Linked DNA regions of Mus musculus: region 1 is linked to region 2. The links are chromatin contacts, called in public HiChIP or PLAC-seq maps. All regions are on one chromosome and are shown on one strand. The core of a region is the stretch at or near the end of the contact, and the rest is flanking DNA. Distances in the headings are between cores, read along the strand shown.

Evidence for each region. HiChIP or PLAC-seq counts read pairs in DNA pulled down with a chosen protein or histone mark.
Region 1: a contact with region 2 is called in an H3K27ac HiChIP or PLAC-seq map of SST interneurons, with 4 times the contacts expected there. The contact joins two enhancer-like sites. A contact is called at or near these places in 7 of 39 promoter capture datasets (the C10 cell line, cranial neural crest, embryonic stem cells and 3 more), 2 of 484 Hi-C or Micro-C datasets (bone marrow-derived macrophages and pre-megakaryocyte-erythroid progenitors) and 2 of 115 datasets of contacts at active chromatin or transcription factors (the NIH/3T3 cell line and SST interneurons).

The regions. Positions count from the first base shown.
Region 1 is chr15:80,657,563-80,660,723 of GRCm38.p6, forward strand. No RefSeq gene overlaps it. Among named protein-coding and RNA genes, the nearest start is that of Fam83f, 13 kb to the right of the region's middle. Within about 2 kb of position 1,744, at least 36 of the 459 cell types and tissues checked have an H3K27ac peak or open chromatin away from gene starts, as enhancers often do. A contact at or near this core is called in SST interneurons, where this site is marked.
Region 2 is chr15:80,443,971-80,447,024 of GRCm38.p6, forward strand. No RefSeq gene overlaps it. Among named protein-coding and RNA genes, the nearest start is that of Gm31369, 6.9 kb to the left of the region's middle. Within about 2 kb of position 1,656, at least 3 of the 459 cell types and tissues checked have an H3K27ac peak or open chromatin away from gene starts, as enhancers often do. A contact at or near this core is called in SST interneurons, where this site is marked.

The DNA.
Region 1 (3,161 bases), core at 494-2,993, 210 kb after region 2:
CCTAGCGAGTTCAAGGCCATCTATAGCTACATAGAAAGACTTGGTCCCGAGATAAACAACAGCAAAACATTTTCAAGTGATAAAATAAAAAGAAAAGAGTCAGTTTACTAAGGTTGCAGGGGGTGGAGGAATGACTGGACCAAACGTGGGTACCTTTTAGGACAGGTCAGCTACTCTGTGTGGTGGCACACAGAGTAGGCATGTGTCTGTCTTGTGAAACCATGGAAACTATAGCAGTAAGCAGTAAGCAGTAAGCCCCCTGCCATAAGCTATGGGCTTAAGGTAATGATGCTTCAGTACAGACCCGTCCCTGGCTGTTGACACTAGGGGAGGCTACGCATGCCCTCTGGGGAGTTCTGTATCTTCTGTTTTGCTGTGAGCCTAAAATCGCTGAAAAGAAAACCCTACTTAAAATAAATAAATAAATAAATAAATAAATAAATAACCTGACTGTCACCATGTCTGATTTCACTGAGCTTGCAGTGAGAAGAGACATGTGTAGTTGGACCTAGGGAACAAATGGAAACCCACTCCAGGATGACCTCATTCCTGTACCAACTGGAGGCGTGGGAAGGTGTGGAAGGGAAGTCAGACCTGCAAGAAGCTGGGCATGCAGCTGCAGGTAGATCACGGATCTGGACTGGAGATAAAAGACTGGGGAGTCAGTTTTATCTTACATTTATTCATAAAGAGCACATTCGATAATTTTTGCAAGGGGATGTTTGTTTGTTTGTTTGTTTGTATCAAGTCCTGCCCCAGGCATCTACGGAGAGCCCCACTCAGCTTGAACCTGAGATGTGCTCATGGAGCCTGGACCAGAAGTACCTTAAACACAGGTTGCCATGATCTACCTGAACAATGAGTCTAAGAGTGGGCAATGCCTAGCTTGCTTGCTTCACGGGTACAACAGTACCATCCCTTGATCCCCTGAGCATCAGCACTGTCTCCTCTCAGTGGCTGTTGCAATTCTCAATATGACACATAAACATGGCAATCCCTGGTGAAGAAGAGCACACCACCACCCCCTCCAAAGTTTAGTTTGTGAAATAAACCTACCCAGAAGTTCTCAGCAGCCATTATCCCATATTCCACGGGCAAGACTGGATGCCACTCCTCAACCTGCCATATCCAAAAGGTTGAGCCAATCATTGCTGGCTTAGCCTTTAGGGAGAGATCCTATAGAAGGCAGGACCTGGGAGTCCCAGGTGGGGCCCTGCTGAAAGGAGGAGATGCAGGTGGGTGGAGCGGAGGGTGGCTGCTGAGATCAGGTACACAAGGAACATTAGAGGAAGGACTAGCTTGTTTATGACCAGCAGGCCATTCCATAAACATATCTTGGCATAATAAAGGCATGAGAAGGAGGGTGAGTGAGTAACCCTCCGCTCCCCTGAAAATGAAGTGTCTGCACAGATGTCTATGGCTGGCCACCAGCCTTTCTAGACAGACTCCTTCATTTACACCAAGCCAGCAAGTCAACGGAGATGGGTCCCGTGCTATTCAAAAGAATCAGCACTGCACATAGAGAGGAGGCTCTGTTCCTGCTCTGTGGACAAGGCCCAGGTCATCCCAGCGTCTTCCTGACCCTGATGTGAAATTCCTTTACCTAGGTGCTCCCAGTTAGCCCTTTATGCAGGTCATCTGTGGCCATCCCATTTCTCTACATCTGAATTCCCCAGGGGAGGCAGCAAGTGGTGTCTCATTCCCCAGCTCTGACCTGGTTATGGGGAAGTTGCTAGGAAACTGCTTCCCACGCTAGAGGAGGCTTAGTTACCATGGCAAGTCCAGATGGGTTGGGAGGGGGTGCAGAGAAAAGGGAGGGGGTATGCACAGCAGCCTGACTGTCCTCACTCTCTCCAGAGCTACTGGAGTTTAAAGAAGTGCTTTAATCTCTCGGAACCTCAATTTCTTCATCCATAAACAGAAGGGGCGGCTGGCTCTCTTCTTGCTCAAAACCCTTAGTGTGTGTAAACAGCATATGTTCAGTGAAGAGCTGGTCCAAGGACCCCTCTTAGGCAAGGTGCAACTCAGGGTGGGTGCAGACAAGGGATGAAGTAAATGTCTCTTTTTAAAAAGCAGTGGAGGAAATGGCAAGTGCATCTTTCCATGAAGACAAATAGAACTTGTGGAAATTCTGCCTTCTATTGGTAAAAACTTAAACTTCTTGAATTTTTGTTTGTCATTTGTTTGTTTTGAGACAGGATCTCATTATGTAGTCCTGACTGGCTTGGAATTCTTCATGTAGACCAGGCTTCCCTCAAACTCAAAGAGATCAACACCTCTACCTCTCCTGTTCTAGGATTAAAAAGTGAGCCACCAAGCTCTGTTAACTTCAAGGAATTTACATTTTAAGACCTTGGGGCACTCTAGCTCCATGTCTGAACTTGGAGTTTGGTTCTTTTTCCTTCTCTTTCTTTATATCTTTTTCTCTTTCTCTGCTTACTGGGTATGAAACTTAGGGCCTCATGCATATGAGGTGAGTGCTCTACCTCTACACCACATCCTCAGCTGTGTTAGTCTATTCTTGGTTTGTTGTTGTTGTTGTTGTTTGAGACAGGGCTTCTCTGTGTAACAGCCCTGGCTGTCTTGGAAATCCCTTTATAGAGCAGGCTGACCTAGAACTCACAGAGATCCACCGGCCTCTGCCTCCAGAGTGCTGGGATTAAAGGCGTGAGCCACCACCACCCTGGCTGCTTCACTGATTCTTATTATGCTCACCCCAGGAGACATTCCTCAGTTTCACACCAGTGTATCTGGTGTCAGGATGCTCCTCAGGCCTTTCTCCTCAGATATCCCATGGCACCTCCAATATTGCATGTTGTAGAGGGATCTACTGGTCCCTTTTTTCCAACATCCAAAATGCTTTTTACCATCATCTTCCTCTTCTCACAGTCACTGGACCAAAACAAAAAAACAAAAAAACCTTCATCTGTATCTGTCTTGTCTTGTTCCCTTCGTCCCATCCATCCCTGATTCCACCCCTCTTCCCCACCGTTGCTATTCTGCATTATTTCAAGAGCTTCTTCACCAGTCTCTTGCTCCAACCCCCACCTCTGTGGCTCGTTCTGCTGGACAATGTTCCCCATTGTCCTTGCTCAGAGAATCCTACTGTGAAAACACATTTCTTGCTTGTCTACTCGAGCCTCCCCAGGTCCTTTGTCCTC
Region 2 (3,054 bases), core at 406-2,905:
CTGGGGCTTTAGGGATCCAGAGGGTTAGGGATTCATGGCTGAGAAGCACGGCAGTGAGAGGCAGGCATGGCAGCAGGAGCAGGGAGCTGAAAGACCATGTTTCTTTTTAAACCACAAGAACAAAGAAGATAGATGATACATACATACATACATACATAAGTAGATAGATAGATAGATACATACATACATACATACATAAGTAGATAGATAGGTAGATAGATAGATAGATAGATAGATAGATAGATAAGTAGATAGATAGATACATACATAGGTAGATAGATAGATACATACATACATACATACATACGTAGGTAGATAGATAGATAGATAGATAAGTAGATAGATAGATACATACATACATAGGTAGATAGATAGATAGATAGATAAGTAGATAGATAGATACATACATAGGTAGATAGATAGATAGATGATAGATAGATAAGTAGATAGATAGATACATACATACATAGGTAGATAGATAGATAGATAGATAGATAGATACATAGGTAGGTAGGTAGGTAGATAGATAGATAGATAGATAGATAGATAGATAGATAAGTAGATAGATAGATACATACATAGGTAGATACATACATACATACATACATAAGTAGATAGATACATACATACATAAGTAGATAGATAGATAGATACATACATACATACATAAGTAGATAGATAGATAGATACATACATACATACATAAGTAGATAGATAGATACATACATACATACATAAGTAGATAGATAGGTAGATACATACATACATACATACATACATAAGTAATAGATAGATAGATAGATAGATAGATAGATACATACATACATAAGTAGATAGATAGATAAGTAGATAGAACTGGAAGTGGGGCCAGGCTATCAACTCCCAAGTCCTGTTCCCTACGATACACTTCCTCCCAAAGGCAACTCTCCTAACCCCCCTCAAATGGCACCACCAACTGGAAACCAAATGTTCAAAAAGCGAGCCTATGGGAGACAATTCTTGTTCCACCACCACAAGGAGTCACTGTCTTCAGTTGTGTGCCCACTGATGACCCCAAGAGACTCCAGTGACCAGTTCCCATCCAGGGGTCACATAGACGGCCCTAGCTAAACGAAACGCCCCACAAAAGAAAACTGAAAGTCATGAATGTGAATAAGGAACTGGTAGGAATGGAGGGGGGGAGGGCTAATGGGAACAGGAAGGAGAGAGCGTGTGGAAAGCAGGCAGAATACATTATGTACCTGTATGAAACTGTCAAATAACATCAACAAAGCTTGGTGCGATGCTGTATGCCTAAGGGAGGCAGGAGGATGCCTGAGGTGCTGGCCAGAGATCCTATCTTAAAAAAAATAAGATGGAGGGTGTCCTGAGGAACATCTGAGGTTGACCCCCAACTCCCCAGCACACACATGTGCCTGCACAGACAAACAAATCCATAGTATATGGCATAGGGGACAGATGCTGAACTTCGGCATCATCGAACGCATAGATTGTGGTGTTTTATAATGGAATTTTACTGTTTCAATAGCTGCAAACGCCAGCAGCCGTATTTCTGCAGTAATTACCATATCTTTGGGAACTTTCTGCACCATCAGTGAGAAAACAGAATTCGAAATTACCAAACAAAATCATGTTGAAAACCCAGCTTCTTTGGAGCCAATTTACTCTTTCCCTGAGCCTGCCTGCTGATAAGAGGCAGCACATACGTCTGCCGTAACGACAATGTACTTGGCCTCGTCAAATTCCTCGGTCTTCTGCAAGAAATAAAAACCTCTCAATTCCATATCTCTAAGCCTATTTTATCACATCTCAAAATCCACTTTGTTGAAAATACAGTAAAGCCTTAAGAAGAGGTACCCAGAATACTAAATGCATTATGGAATCTCCAAGTTGCTCTGATGGTCACACGGAAGGGTTCCGTGCCCACTTGGGCACACCACGGTCACGGTGAGTTCATGTGGCAGGAAGGTTATTCAGCAAGGCCTCTGTAAACGTTCCCCAGAGTCAGAGTTTGTTTTTGTCAGCCCGAGAATGGTTCTTAGAAACCCACTCACCCCTGAGTTTCTGTGACATTTTCCGTACGATCGATGCCTTTACTTGTTACTCGGTCCTTTTCTGAGTGTGTAAAGGCCAACCTTGTTGTTACCAACAGCGCAGCCACTGTGGACGTGCTCAAACTCCTGACCTTCCTGTTGGCACATCCTGCATTCAGGCTCCCATTGTCGGATTGCCACCATCCAGATACAATATCCTTTCTGTTTCACTCAGAAAGTTCTGTCTCCTTCCACCTTCTTCTGGGTGCTTTCCTGCTTCTTCCAGATTCCATGTGGACTACAGTCCCTCTGGGTGATATTCCCGAACCCCCTCATCCTTGCCTGTGCCCTGTACCAAGCCCAGCCTCACCACCCTGTGCCCCTAGGTCCACAGGCACCATGTACTGAACCCCAGCTACCAACTCACCCATTCAAATGGCCACGGCGCTGAAGCTCTGACAGGGGTTCATCTATCTTCTTCACATTGTGTCCTGATGTCTGGCAAACTGCCTACGCCTAACAGTGCTTTATAAATATTTAAAGAACAAGCACATGAGTAATTTGACAGTAAGCAAACTGTAAAATATGTTTATAACTGCTTTATAATACGATCCCCAGTTCAGACTAAAACACTCTGAGAGTAACATCTCATGAAGTATTTTTAATATGAGGTAATTGCGGAGTCAATCAGAATAGACCCTCTCTTGATTTAAGCCAAGTTTTCCCTATTGGTTTAATAGAGTTGGCTAAATAGAAACTCACATAAGTGCTTATTAATTATACTAATTAGCAAATGGTTGTATTAAAATATATGAGCTATGTAGAACCTAGTTATAATTAGAAGTGACAATGCAGTAAGTGCATTGTGCAGTAAGTGATAAACGAGGGTGTTTCACAAAGAGGTGGTTTGTGTTGTAGTACCCCGCAGTTACTTGTGGGGTCCCCTGTTCAACATCCTGATGCAGCAGTGTTGGGGGATATGAATGGGGGAGGGAGGGTGTGTTTTGATTTTATACTGTTT